Regions from separate parts of the Mus musculus genome. Here all the other regions are linked to region 1. The links are chromatin contacts, called in public Hi-C maps. All regions are on one chromosome and are shown on one strand. The core of a region is the stretch at or near the end of the contact, and the rest is flanking DNA. Distances in the headings are between cores, read along the strand shown. Region 1 overlaps Pik3c2g (phosphatidylinositol-4-phosphate 3-kinase catalytic subunit type 2 gamma). Region 2 has its middle 43 kb from the start of Plekha5. Region 3 has its middle 51 kb from the start of Gm38917. Region 4 has its middle 92 kb from the start of Gm38917.

Region 1 (3,557 bases), core at 527-3,026:
CTGAAATATATTCCTAACCTGACAGTATTTAAAGTAAATTAACAATTATCTTATATTATCACATTAATTAACTGAACTCTACTATATGGCAGATACTATCATAAATCCTTTATGTTAATTATCAGCTAGAGTTATGAAAATTAATCTATTAATATCTTAGCATAATGCCTGGTCCATATGATGCATTTATTATCAGGCAATTTATCCATCAATTCCATAAGGTAAAAGTTATTATCCTCATTTTAAATGGAAACAGTACATAGGTTAAGTATAAATTTAACCTTTAAATGCTAAGCCTGCATTCAAAATTAGGGAGATCCAACCACCAAATTTGTCTCCTCAACATCTACTAGCAGAATTGAAGTTTCTAAGCCAGCCATTTTTTACTCCAAAAAACACAGATAGATAAACTAGTGGTATGCTACTCTCCTGTGGATGGATGTAATTGTTACAATGGATGTATGCACTTAAAGAAATCATTATATCATTTTCCAAAAGATATTTCTATTGGCCACTTCTTTCCTTTTACCACATGACTATTTCTCATCTCTTTGCTATGGACATTGGGAGAAAACACTGAATCCTTCCGGACCCAAAGCTCAGCAGAACCAATGCATGACACTCAACGCATCAATCTACAGTCTGCTCACTAACTCATCAGTGACATGTTTAGACTTATTTCGTTGTGAGGTAAATGTGCATGTGTGTGTATGTGGTTTTGTGCCTATTTGCATGCAGGTCCCTGTGGAGTACAGACAAGTGCATCATATCCCTGGAGCTGAAGTTAAAGGCAGTTGTTGGACTTGTGAGCTGCCGGGTGTGAGGGCTGGGAACTGAACTCGGGTGCTGTGCAAGAGAAGTTTATGCTTTTAAACCGCTGAGCCATCTCTCCAACTCCAGAGTTTGTATTCTTGACCCTGAATTTCTTAATATGAATGAATAGCGCTCAAGTGTTCAAAGGCAGATATTGAGACAAAAGAGCCAGGATGAATCTGCCTCATCTATGTTATGAAGTTTACTTCATATGTAAGTCAAATGGGGACAATACAGCCAAAGAAGTTAGTTTAAAAATGACTTTTTTTTTCTGAGCCCTAATCCACTCTGCATGGGGATCCCCTCTGAATGCACTAGTAACTCTGTGTTTGGTGACTTCCAAGATGAAAACTATGAACTAACTGTAAGTTGCCAAGAAACATGTTTGCTTGCTCACTCCTTTCTGCGTTAAAAACTGTTTTAAAATGGAGGTGGGGGAACTCCAAACCATTAGAAGTAGACAGCTGGATGAGACACCATGGAAGCTTTCTACTCTCCAAGGGACTTACCATCTCTAGAAGGCTCAGGATCAACTGGCTGTGTTTCCTGACGATGTTGTAAGCTCTGCAGCAAAGCTCCACGAAGTCTTGAAAATGCTGTGTGTTTTTTCCACCCTCAGTAATAAAGTACTCCATCTCTGAAGTAAAAATGAAAGGGGCTCTGTCCCTATAAATAAAAAGATAGCAACAACCATGAGGAGGTCACATGGTTTGGAGGGTTAATGCAGAAAGTCACTGCAACTTATTTCCACTGGAGTTTGTTTGTTTGTTTTTGTTTTGTTTTTTGGTAGTCTAGTGTGGGTTATTGCAGCAGATCAGTGGAAAAACTTAGTAATTGAAGACTTTGAATAACTGGTCTGGGGAGGAGAAAGGGTAAGTTGTGCTACAATGTTCCTCTACACTCTGTCAAATGTTTAATTCCCAACTACGTTTGGACACAGTGTATCTACTAAAAGAAGATAGGCTCCAATGAACAGTACAGTAAGAGTTCTGCCAAGTCCTCACTGGCAGTATATTTACTGACACACTGGGAGGTGATAAAACAGAACTTGAGTTCTTAAAAAATAGCCTTAAAAGCTCTTTTCTTTCCCTCTGAAGGGTGACTCCTTAGGAAGAGAATTTGGATAAAAGTTAAGATATTTTAATGCCAATCTCTTTCAGAAGATAATTTGTGAAACAACAGCAACAGATGTAACCAATTCCCTGTCATATGTGTAGTGAACAGGGAGTTTTAGAAAGTAGCTATAATTCATTTCACATATGACTCAGTGAAAAAAATGCTGAGCACACCAGGACAGTGCTAACCTTGTTTTCTCATAAGTCACACTGCCCCCTGGAGTCCCAAGGATGGAAAAGCAGGTTCCATCTCCAAAATTATTAGACATGCTAATCCTGAGATGAAGCCTTAGCCACTCAAGGAGAAGCGAAGCAGGTAGGGGGAGGGGCAGGCACATCTCTATCTGATGAGGTTTCAGCATATAGATCAGTGAGGGCGATTTTGCACCAACCTGACCTAGATTCTTCTAGCAGCATCTAGATTTGGACACAGTTTGTGGTTAAAATAGAATGACATGTTTTAAATTTGACAGCCTGGGTTCACATAAGGTTATATCAAATCACAACTGGAGAAATTGAGAGGTAGTTCAGGGAGCCTTTAGAATAGAATAGTGTTCCTTGCTGGTACAAGGCTTTGCTGTTTTAATAAAAACATTGTCAAGCTAGAATTCCCACTGATATGACTTAACTAGACCTTTCTGAAGTATGGGACTCAAATGGAAAAGCCATGCAAGCACACTTGAAGAAGTAGATTCTAGCTACCAGCCAAGCAGTTTCTAAAACAGTGTTTGGGTGTGGTTGTTTTAAAATGTTAATTTAAAGCTGGGCACTGTGGTTCACACCAGCAAATCCCAGCATATCAGTGGCTACACAGACTATGAGTTTGAGACCAGCCTAGACTACATGTTGACTTCCAGGTAAGCCTGGTCTCAGAGGTGGGGTCCTGTCCCAAAGTGAAATAATAAAATTTATATGTTACAATACATGCTTATTATCAAAAGTGGTCAGAATAACAAAAAGCATTCCCTTGGCTTTGATTTCTTTGCACAGTAACGTATTCAATAAACTCTGTTGCGTTCCACACCAAGCAGAAGCTCTCGGGCGCCAGCTCCGATGCCTCAAACTTTGATCACTGGTTTTGCTATTGGCCTTGCTGGGTTTCCCACTCATCCCGTGATACACTTTGTGGGCTATGCTTCAGCAAGGCTGGGAGAAGAGATGTTGGAAACACGAGATAAAAGCACAGGGTCTAATCTTGAACGCGCTGTGACTTCATTTTCTCATGTTTAAAATGTGTGCCAGACACTCAGCTGCTAGACTTCATGAGAGAGCCAGCTTGGAAAAGCTGCCCGAGTCAGGCCCACAGAGCGCATTGTGCACTTCAGGGGGTTCTGTGGCTTGGGGAGGCTCAAAGCACAGAGCCTGGGCCAGAGGCCCCGCGATTCAGATTTCAAGTCTGGGTTTTGTGTATCACTAGATCTTGCCCTTGGTGAGAGACTTACCAGCTCCATTCTGAAATTTCATTCTTTATCAAATGGGCTGGAAACGGTTGCTCATTGATATTGCTGAGAGGATCTCATAGCTTAGAGGACAGGAAAGTACTTACTACATGGCAAGCACTGGATACATTTTAGATGTCATTGTTGTGTATTACCGTGAGTCTTCAAACGGCCACGAGTGTTCGCCGAG
Region 2 (3,557 bases), core at 664-3,163, 510 kb before region 1:
GTTTTGGTGATACCTCCACATCTATAAGTACACAGCCACAGTCTTACCATGGGTAAGCGTGTCTCCTGACCATTCTAATCATAACCTAGAATGACCTCAGCTGGAGTACAGATATTTTTAATCTTTCTATTTGAAAATAAGATCACGTGGTAAGAGACAGGAGATTAGAGCTCCACCTAGGAATTTGGCCAACATCAGCGCACTCCTGGGGTAGTTTTCTTCTGTATGCCTTCCCAGGTTTCTTATACAGAATTAGTACATTTTTATTTCCCCATGGACCTTGGAGGTCAGACATTACACTTTCAGTATGACTATTTCCTGGTAAATACCTGTCACAAGTAGAGTACTTCTATCTGCCTTGAACTGTTGACTATAAAAGTCTTCTGATTTCTCTCTCACTTTTTGACACTTTTGGTTTTCTCATTCTAGTTCATTCTGAAAAAAAAAATATCCATCCTGCCTTTATTTTTGAGACAAAGCCTCATGTATCTTCGGCTAGCCTCTTAGGATATAGAGGTGAGTGAGACCCTGAACTCCTGATCTTCCCACCTCTACCTTCCGAGTGCTGGGACAATTCATGTGTACCATCATCGTGCCTGGCTCTAGTTTACTGGTTCTCAACTTGTGGGTTGTGACTTCCTTGTGGTCCAGTATCAGAAGCCATGCACACCATATATTTATGTCACAATTCATAACACTAACACAATTATAGTTATGAACTAGCAACAGAATCACTTTGTGGTGGTGGTGGTGGTGGATCACCAGAACATTTGGAAGATTGAGAACCACTGGCCTCGTAGATCTAGGAGGCTAACACCGTTTCTGGGCAAATATTGAAGAAAAGACCCTAAAGGGTCATAGGTGAATGCATGGGCAAGGGGAAGGGGAGGCCTGAGGCTAGTGAGCCTAGAAGACTCTGGAACACTATGCCTAGTGACATGCATCTCTTTCTTAAAGATGTTATGCACATGTGTGTATATGTATACATATACGTGCTATATATTATATGTATTATAAACGCAGATGTCTGCTGACTAAAGAGGCCATTGAGGAAGAGTTCCCCGTCTTGCAATCATGCATATGTGTGTATATGTATACATATATGTGCTATATAATATATGTATTATAAATGCAGATGTCTGCTGACTAAAGAGGCCATTGAGGAAGAGTTCCCCATCTTGCAATCATGCATATGTGTGTATATGTATACATATATGTGCTATATAATATATGTATTATAAATGCAGATATCTGCTGACTAAAGAGGCCATTGAGGAAGAGTTCCCCATCTTGTAATCATGCATATGTGTGTATATGTATATACATATATGTGCTATATAATATATGTATTATAAATGCAGATGTTTGCTGACTAAAGGGGCCATTGAGGAAGATTTCCCTCTTTTGCAATCTGCTCCTCTTCTCCCGTCACTTAGAAATTTTCTCAACCACAGTGATCGGCATGTCAGCTGTGATGATTGGCATGTCAGTCAGCTGCGATGCTATGATGCTTGCGAGAACCCAGAATACACGGTGTGAGGAGAGGCCCTTTGCCACGTTTATAATACATACATAATATATACAGGCAGAAAGTTTCAAATGCTCTGGCAGTCGCCACAGAGACAGGTGGCTGCTTTATTGCTACATCCAAATAAATCCAAATAAATCACACCTGTGAGTTCCACCTGAAAGCAACACAACTTAAAAACAATTGGGCGGGAGGGCTTGCTATTACACACGAATTAAATATCCATCTCTCAGTCAGTTTACTAGCACTACAAGGTTGGCAAGAGACTGGCTCAGTGAGAGTGAATCCCAGGGGTGATTTGGTGTCATCAAAACCCACTCAGTCTCATTGCATCAGCTCTGGGCAGACTCCCACAAGCCTGCAGCTGAGGACACTGGAAGACAATAAGCAGTTATTTACTGCTCATGTGCTTATTGGTCAGCTGGAGCTCCCGCCTCGGGTCATGGGGTCTTCCAAGCAACACACAGATGAAAAACCCAGTTGCCAGGACACAGCTCTCGATTTTGCATGTGTTACGCTGACATCTCATGGGTCAAATTAGCCGCGTGGTTACATCCAGTGCTGAGATGATATGGAAGCACACGCCTCCCTCCCACCACCCACCCCATGGAAAGAGGGAGATTGGAAGGAGAGATTAGATCCGAGTCAGTCCGTGGATCTAGGTGTCAAGGTCACTCAGCCTGTAGTCATGGTTATAGAAGATCTGATCTCATGACACCGTTCTAGCTCTCTCTCACACTACTCTTTTCCGTCATGATTAAAAAAAATGTATAAAATCCCTTTTATTTATGTTTGGACACACACACACATGTGGAGGAAGCAGGCTTCGAGGTCTCATACATACTCAAGCTATGTCTAGTGTAACAGTGTTCTGCAGCCTGTAGATCAAGATGTAGAACTCTGAGCTCCTTCTCCAGCACTGTATCTGCCTGCAGGCTGCCATGCTTCCTGCCATAAAGATAATGAACTAAACCTCGGAAACTATAAGCCAACCCCAGTGGAATGTCTTCTTTTATAAGGGTTGCTGTGGTCATTGCTTCTACATGGCAATAAAACCCTAACTGAGACAATATAATATTTTCTACTTCCTTCAATTTTCTTGTAAATTTCATAATGTTGTCTTTTTTATAGTGGAGGAAAATTCCCTTGTGTATACACACCACATTTTTCATTATCTATGCATCAGATGATGGACATTGAAGCTCAATTTCTTAGCTAGTTAATTTCTTTGTGGCCATATAGAATACAAGGAATTATTTCAGTCTTTCTTACTTGCTAAGACTTGGTTTTGCCCTAATATATGACCTATCTTGGAGAAAGTTCCATGGGCTGCTGGAAGAAATGTGTATTCCTCAGTATCTGGATGGAACACTCTGTGAAAATCTGTTAAATTCTTTTTATCTACGAAGTCATTCGATTCAGATATTTCTCTTTTTATACTTGGTCAGGATGACCTGTCAGCTGCCGAGAAGAGCATGAAGGCTACTCATTATTATTGCCCTGAGATTAACATGTGACTCACCTCTAATTTTACTTTGTAAATTAAATTTTATGTGTATGGTTCTTTTGCCAGCATGTATGTCTGTCCATCATGCCTTGTGGGACTGTGAAAGGCAGCCTGTTTTGGTTGAATGAGGCTTGCTCCGGAGACTCAGTAGAAAACTCTACAAGGGACGGAACAGTGAGCCACATTCCCAGAGACAGGTGCCTGACACCACAGAGCCCCAGTTCCATAATTCTGTGACTATCAGTCACGCAGATAAAGCCCCAAGCTCCTGGCATTCCAGCTAGAGTCTACCATCACAGTTACCTGACTATAGCCAGGCGTACTCCTTCCCAGAGTTACCTGGCAACATCAAGGTCACCCAACCCACTATAAGAGGAGCTGCTTGTCCCCCTTCCTCTCTCTTGTCTCTCTCTTGTCCCTGCTTGTCCCCTTCCTCTCTCGTCTCTCTCTTGTCCCTGCTTGTCCCCCTTCCTCTCTCTTGTCCCTGCTTGTCCCTCTCTCTCTTAAGCTCTCACCTTTCTT
Region 3 (3,557 bases), core at 423-2,922, 460 kb before region 1:
AGGACACTCCTTGCATTAATACGCCTGGGACTGCCTGAAAATGCCACGCGTCCTACTGCAGCTCAAGGGCAGATGAGAGGAAAAGGGATGTGAGCCGCTGGAACTGGGATTCTATTTAATTCTGCACGTCCTGTGGATGGCAGGAGGGATGGTTGACAGCACTGAAGGAAGAGTACAGGGCCCCTCTCCACCCCCAAGAGGGTTTGCCCAGTTGACCTTCTTTCCCTCCATCTTCTTGTTACTTCTGATTTAATATTCTAATTGTTTGTTTTCTTAGCTCCCATTGTCTGGATGCCTTGATGTCTTTCAGTTTAGAAATAATCAATATCCTAAAGTAGCTTTTGTCTATTTCCCAAGAGACTTCATGTTTAAAACACTCGTTACTGCCCTCCTCTCCCTTCCTCCCTCCCTGCCTCCCCCCTCCCTCCCTCTCTTTCTCCCTTCCTCCCTCTCTCCCTTCTTCCCTTCCTTTCTCCCCCCCTCTCTCCCTCCTCCCTTCCTCTTCCCTCTTTTTAAAAGCAGATTTATTACTTTTTTTTTTAATCCCGGAAAATCATTTGCAGTGGGAGGATCGGCACCTCTCTCCCACCTTGCTCAGAGCCACCCTTCTCCCACAAGGAAGGTTCATAATAAGATGGACTCCAGAAGTTAGGAGAGAGGGGAGCAGGCAAACGCCTTAAGTTATCCTTCACTTGACCCTAGCCCGGCATTCAAAGCAAGAACCAAACTGCTCTCTTGCTTCAGAGCTCTGAAGAAATAGGTCCCCCACCCGCCCCCAACCCCAGACCCCCAGTTTCTCCTCCCTCCGTCCCTCCCCCCTCCTCCCCTCCCTCCAGCAGCTGTTCTGATGGGCACTTCCAGAGCCCCCAACTCCCTCCAGAAGCACAGAAGTTGGCGCTGGGGTGGGGGGGAACCCTTTTCCCAACTCTGCAAAGATTTCTGACACTCTCTTTGCTTCCTTAGTGTTAGTGATTTTCTGTCTCTCCCACTCCCCTTCCAAGTTGGGTTAAAGTTTCAGTCTTTTGTTATTCAGTTCTTAAGGCAACAGCTGTGCAAACCTGGCCTCTTCTTTGTTGCTGGTGCCAGAGCCTAGGAGAGGAGAGGAAGCTGTCAACCATTTTATTAAGGCAGATTCTTAATAAAGTAGCTTATTTGTTTAAGGGAACCACTCCATCTTTTTTAATATTTAATTTTTTTCCTCTTTTAAAGTTCTTCTCAAGTGTTTGAATTCAAGCTGCTTTAAGATTCCTCATTAGACTCAGTATCTCCCCCCTAATCTTTGCAAGAGCTTGGGTTTGAATGCATTCACCCTAGGAGGCAGGCACAAAGGCTAACCTATAGCAGGCACGGCCAGAGGATTCCTTTAGGCTGCTCCAGAGACCTGGCTTTCCTTTGCTTTGCTAATAGTCGCCCAGGAGAAAGCTTTTCTCTTTAGACCAGGCTAAAGAGAAACCCAACAACCCCTGAGCAAAGGAAACCACGGCGATGAAAACAGTGGTCCTTTTCTAGTTTCCAGGAAAAGGAACTCACAAGTTTCCCGAAGAATATTGGAGTCCGTTATTTTACATCTGTTGTGGTCAAAGTTGATAGCAACCAGTCTCTCCCCGCACTGGGCTCGTACAATATCTCCATTCAAGATCATCCTGGAATGCAGCCTCGTGGCTGAGTGAATAGTAATCACAGGGAAATGGGCGCTCAGTGTGCTTTTGATTAATTGTTTCTGCAAAACAGAGCCCGAGGTTAAAGCTGCGCCTGAGACTCGCCCCTCCCCTTCCTGCCTCTAACCTTCCCTGGTACCTATTCTCTGGCCTACTAGCTTTTCCTGAGAGTTAAACCTCAAGTCCTTGTTCTGCTAAAGAAAAACATTAACTTAGTTCAGCGCCTTGTGAAGGATAATTCTATTGGATAGAGGCGAAGACGGGAAACATTTCTGTGTCCTTTTTGAGGAGCTGAGGTTTTGGTTAGAAATAGGGAAATCTCTCCCTTCTCCTGCTGGAAGGGAGACTCAGTGTGAGAGACCGGAAGATAGATAGACTTGCTGATAGGTAGACAGGGACAGAGGCCAAAGCTAGAAGTACTGAATTTCCAAGATGGCTTCTTCCTTAACCTTCTGATTTGAGATCGTCCCCCACCAGCAGTCCCGAGGGGGATTGGCTCAATGGATTCCGGGCCAGATCAGGACAAGTCTGTCTCACTAACCAACCATCCATCCTGTCTTCAAACTGACCAGCCCTAAATTATGGGAGGAAGACTCTTCGGGAGCTTTGAAAGCCCCAGCCCTCAGGAAGAGACTTGGGTTTGGCTTTCTAAGTCTGGTCTGCTTTGCAGAGTTTGTTGTTGTTGTTGTTTTTCTTTCCTCTGTATATCTGCTATGTACATGTCTCCTCACCCACAATAAATGCCTCCTATTAAGCGTGGATTCTGCTCTGGTGCCTGAGATCTCTCTGCTGTGTTTCAGATGTTTTCCTGCCTTTTAATTCTTTAACCGGCAGAGAAAACAAACCGGATCTAGGCAACCCCTATACTGTATGAGTTCAAGACCCCTAGACCATATCAAACAGATGGAGAAATGAAAGGCAGGTGGAATCAAGACAGACACAACCAGGATCCTTGTGTGCGAATGGCCCAAGCAAGCCTCGGAAGTCTCCGTGAAGAGGGAGGCCGCGTGTGACGTCTGTGTTCAAAACCAAATGGAGACACCATAGCATTATAGAGAGCTTATTTGTACAGACAGTGATGTTTGAACTGGGCAGCTCCAACCTAGAAGAGGCTGGAGAGCTACACTGAGGGACAGCACCATGGGGACACTTCCTAGGACACACACAGAAGTGTGGACAAGGAAAGTCCTTAGTTGCTGTCACACTTGTCCTACTTGATCTAACCTGGAAAAGCTGTTCAGTTTATTGCTGCTTTGGAGTGGTTGAACTTACTGTGTTTTTCTTCATCAAAGACATGACTATGATTAATCTTCACTGTCAGCTTGGTTGGATTCGGAATCACTTACGAGAGTTACTTTTGGACGTGGCTGTGAGTGGTTTCCTAGACTGGATAGACTGGGGTAGGCAGGGTTAAGTGCACACTGTGGTCAGCACAGAGGCTTATGAGCTGCAGTCCTCAACTGAATCCTAAGGGGTAAGCAAGTGGGCTGAGCCCCGGCCCCCAGCCCTTCTCCTCCCTGACTGTGAACACTACTGTGGCCATGCTCCTGTCATTATGACTTCCCCATCGTGATGAGCTGAACCCTCAAAATGACCTCAGAGAAACCCTTCCTTTTCCTTCCTTTTCCTTCTCTTCTCTTTTCTTCCTTCCCCTCCCCTCCTTCTCCTTTCCCTTCCCTTCCCTTCCTTCCCTTGCCTCCTTCTCCCCTCCTTCCCCTCTGTTCCCTTCCTTTCCCTCCCGTCCCTCTCCTCCCCCTCCCTCCCCTTCTCCTCTGTTCCCTTCCCTTCCTTCCCCTCCCTCTCCTTCCCCTCTGTTCCCCTCCCTTCCCTCCTCCTTCCCTCCCTCCCCTCCCCCTCGGTTCTCTTCCCTTCCCTTCCCCTCTCCAACCCTCCCTTCCC
Region 4 (3,557 bases), core at 556-3,055, 320 kb before region 1:
GGCTTAGCACTACTAGCCAAGGACCCAGAGGCACTCAGATTGCCAGAGACCCCAGTGTGCCACTTATGACATGGTTCTGTCATGCAGTGATGTGTGAGATATACCCACATGCCCTATGAGGGAAGCAGAGCCTACCGGACTCTATCAAAAATACTGCTCAAATTGGGAGCTGAACTAAATCAGGCAAGAACTTGTGCTGGTTTTATTCTGATGCTTTCAGCTCTCGAGTGACTCTCTGCTTACCTTTTGGGGAAAATCAGTAATTACCAATCCAATGCTCTCTATATACCAGGTATCCCACATACCTTGCACAAAAATGAGACGAAAATTATGCCAGTTTCCTTTAGATTATAGGAGCACAGCTAATAAAGACTCTCAGGCAGAATTTTTTATATTAATTGAAATATTTGGAAATACAGAAGGCCTGTTTGTCATCTTTTGCTCTGAGAGACAGCCAGTTCAGAGTTTGCAGAGAGCTGTCATCATTAGCTTAATAGTCAACTTGATGCAGCCTGAAGCCACCTGAGAAGGGAATCGCAGACTGGCCCATAGGCATATGTGTAGGGGATTGTCTTGGTTGTTAATTGATGAACGAGGGCAGGCTGTGCCATTAAGTTTCCTGAGCAGCTGGCCCTAGCTGTATAGGAAAGCTAGCATGAGCCAGTGTGGGAGCAGGCAAGCAGCATCACACCATGATTTCTGGTTCAGTTTCTGTCCTGACTTCCCTCAATGATGGACTATGATTTGGAAGCTGCTATTTAGGAAGGGGACAGATTGCACCCATAGGGAGAAGCAGGCACTTGCAAGTGGACATGAGGGACTAGACACTGGAAACCAGGTGTGGGCGGGACAGCTGGAGCCCAGGTCTTGGGATCTTGACAAGTTAAAACCATAGTGTGGGGTACCACAGATGACTCCACATGCAGCAGCTTGCAAGAAGGCGTGGTTTAGACACTTGTTCTTGGTTAGATGCTTTGTGACAACAGAAATCAGACTGGGCCAGGAGCCCAGTGAATTTATTAGAGGAAAAGCATGAAAATTTCCCAGAAGACTTGGGCCTCTTGGCATTAAGGGTAGGTTAGACTTTAAGAGTTTACATGGAATACTTTGTTAATGGGAGTATTTGGATACAAATTACTTTCCCTGGAAAGACACTTGGCTATATGATAATCCTGCGATGATGCAGTGTGAGCTTTTTATACCTTTATAACTTAGTGTTTGTGGTCAATAACTGATTTGGAACTTGGGTGTGGAAAGATAAGGTAACTCCCTTATTGATGAGCAGTTGAGATTTGAGTTCAAAGGCTATGCTTCTAATGGCTGAGCATTGCGACTGGTTCTTCATCACATCCTGTAGAAAGCTGTAACATCAGAAGGTTCACCCTGTTGAGGAAGGGAGCAGTTTGCACCCTTAGGCAGAAGCAAAGGCTGTGTGTAGGCACGAAGGAGTGGAGTCTGGAAACCAGATGTGGGGTGGCCCATTCTCAGCCTGGACCTCAGGGACTGTGATGAGTGGGAGCCATAGGGTGGGGTACCATAGATGACTCCAGATGCCGCAGCCAGTGATCGAGTATGGCTGAAGCAGAAAATAGGTTGTCATGGAAACAGGCAAACCCAAAGGCCAGAACTTGGGAGTCCAAACCAGGTCAGACTGAGATGGTATCTGAGGCCACAGCTGGAGCAAAGGGGACACACACAGGACCCTGGCAGACAGATTTCCTGACTGCCTGGCTGCTGCAGCTCAGCTGCTTCTCGTTCCTGCTGGCTGCACACTGGCGCCTGCTGCCCCTGGAGAGCCTTATGGTCTTTCTCTCTCTACTGGCAAGGAAACCCGCCTCTTCAGAGCTCCGCATTACCTCAGTTGCTGGCTCCGGCTTCCTGGAATCTGTGAGAAGCTCCTGGAAGGACCGTTCAGGCTTCAAGCAAATTTAACTATGGTCCCTTTCTCCCCCTGTGTGGGACTAAGCCTGGTTGAGAGTCAACATTTTTCTCCGGGGTGTCAGCCCTTGAGTAGTTAGTCACAGAGACTGGCTCAGAATCTAGAGACTTAAGGAACAAATGTTTGGCAGGAGGGGGAGGGGAGGTGGGGTGGTGGTGGGTGGACAGATAGTCTGCATTTGAAAAACATCCCCAAGTGCTGCCACAATGCAAAGACTACTCTTAGCTTCCCATTGAGTCTCATTTAAATCTTGCTGGTCCTCCCTGCTGACTGGTCCTTAGACAGCTGGGAGGGGGGCCTTCCTGTAGTGCTGGCCCCAGAGGGAGCTTTCATCCCTGGACCTCTCAACTCTAGTCTTGTACATTTTGAAATTATAATTTGTGAATGGTTTTTTGAGATCATAATGTAATTGCATCATTTATCCACTTCCCTTTCCTCTTCCAGCCCCGCCCACAAACCCTCCCTGTTCACCTCAAATTTATGACCTATTTACTTTAATTGTTGTTGCATAAATATGTATTCCTAAATATATAAATACAACCTGCTCAGTCTACATAATGTTGCCTCTCTGTCGGTTTCAGGGCTGGCCATTGGGTGTTGGGTACCCAGTTGATGCGCTCACCCCTGAGGACGACGGCGTCTCCCACCCGTGGCATTTCTTAATTTCCTGTAGTTCTTTGTGTCGGGCCAAGGTCTCATGAATTTTCTCCTTTCCCGGTTACCGCGTCTGTAGGTGTTGCCCTTGCTTACGTCACACGTAGGCAGCCATTTCTGTGAGATTGCATATGCGTAGCTTCTCTGACTTTTTTTCAGAGACACAGTCTCACGGTAAACTCTCTGCTTCTCTGGCTCTTAAATATTCCTCCGGCCTCTTCCACATGGATCCCTCAGTCTTACGCTGTAGATGTAGTTAGACCTCTGCTCGCCTCCTATTCTCCAGTGCCCTGGCTTTGCCAGACCTCCAGACTCTCTGATGAACCTCACTTTCTTTCCTTTTGATCAAAAATGTTTCTTTGGTTAATTTCTCATAATCCTCCTATAGCCAGCTTTGGCACGGTCTGTACAAATGAGCCACCCTAAAGTTCTCTGGACGGCATAATTTATTCATAAGGTATTTGGACCTTCTGATTCCAGGGATATTTTTGTATAACATCATTTTATTTAACTTCCCTCTTAAGGCAGTGAGATGGCTCAATGGTTAAAGGTTCTTGTCTCCGAAATCTGGTGACATGAGTTGGATCTTCCAGATGCACAGGGTAAGCAGAGAGGACCAGTTTCTGCAAGTTGTACTCTGACATCTTACAGTGGTGACCACTCATACACAGACTCAAAATAAACTTAAATAAATAAAAAAAACCTTTATGTATTAGAATTAAAATAGAGTCACTTAGCTGGGCACCATGGTCCAGGCAAGCCTTTATTTCTTCCACTTGGAAGTTTGAAGCAGTGGAGTTTCTATGAGTTCAAGGATAGCCTTGGTTGGCAGTGTAGGACCGCACAACCACTCCTGCAAAGAAATAGAGTCATTTCCATCAAATTCTCATAACATGGGAGGAGGGTGACTTGACAGGCAGGCCTTCATATATGCTTATGTGACAATAAGACCCTTTGCAGAGTC

Evidence for each region. A called contact is a pair of places that touch in the nucleus more often than the background predicts.
Region 2: a contact with region 1 is called in a Hi-C map of uterus, with 5 times the contacts expected there. The contact joins two enhancer-like sites. A contact is called at or near these places in 4 of 484 Hi-C or Micro-C datasets (all in uterus) and 1 of 115 datasets of contacts at active chromatin or transcription factors (fibro-adipogenic progenitors).
Region 3: a contact with region 1 is called in a Hi-C map of uterus, with 4 times the contacts expected there. The contact joins two enhancer-like sites. A contact is called at or near these places in 6 of 484 Hi-C or Micro-C datasets (nephron progenitors and uterus) and 2 of 115 datasets of contacts at active chromatin or transcription factors (fibro-adipogenic progenitors and forebrain).
Region 4: a contact with region 1 is called in a Hi-C map of uterus, with 7 times the contacts expected there. The contact joins two enhancer-like sites. A contact is called at or near these places in 6 of 484 Hi-C or Micro-C datasets (cerebral cortex, liver, muscle stem cells and 2 more) and 1 of 115 datasets of contacts at active chromatin or transcription factors (heart atrium).

Annotation. Positions count from the first base shown.
Region 1 is chr6:139,873,225-139,876,781 of GRCm38.p6, reverse strand. Pik3c2g (phosphatidylinositol-4-phosphate 3-kinase catalytic subunit type 2 gamma) reads right to left here. Exons shown (of 34, transcript NM_207683.3): 26 at 1,323-1,479. Among named protein-coding and RNA genes, the nearest start is that of Plcz1, 170 kb to the left of the region's middle. Within about 2 kb of position 1,776, at least 24 of the 459 cell types and tissues checked have an H3K27ac peak or open chromatin away from gene starts, as enhancers often do. A contact at or near this core is called in muscle stem cells and uterus, where this site is marked.
Region 2 is chr6:140,379,712-140,383,268 of GRCm38.p6, reverse strand. No RefSeq gene overlaps it. Among named protein-coding and RNA genes, the nearest start is that of Plekha5, 43 kb to the left of the region's middle. Within about 2 kb of position 1,913, at least 13 of the 459 cell types and tissues checked have an H3K27ac peak or open chromatin away from gene starts, as enhancers often do. A contact at or near this core is called in uterus, where this site is marked.
Region 3 is chr6:140,334,651-140,338,207 of GRCm38.p6, reverse strand. No RefSeq gene overlaps it. Among named protein-coding and RNA genes, the nearest start is that of Gm38917, 51 kb to the right of the region's middle. Within about 2 kb of position 1,672, at least 94 of the 459 cell types and tissues checked have an H3K27ac peak or open chromatin away from gene starts, as enhancers often do. A contact at or near this core is called in uterus, where this site is marked.
Region 4 is chr6:140,191,844-140,195,400 of GRCm38.p6, reverse strand. No RefSeq gene overlaps it. Among named protein-coding and RNA genes, the nearest start is that of Gm38917, 92 kb to the left of the region's middle. Within about 2 kb of position 1,805, at least 45 of the 459 cell types and tissues checked have an H3K27ac peak or open chromatin away from gene starts, as enhancers often do. A contact at or near this core is called in muscle stem cells and uterus, where this site is marked.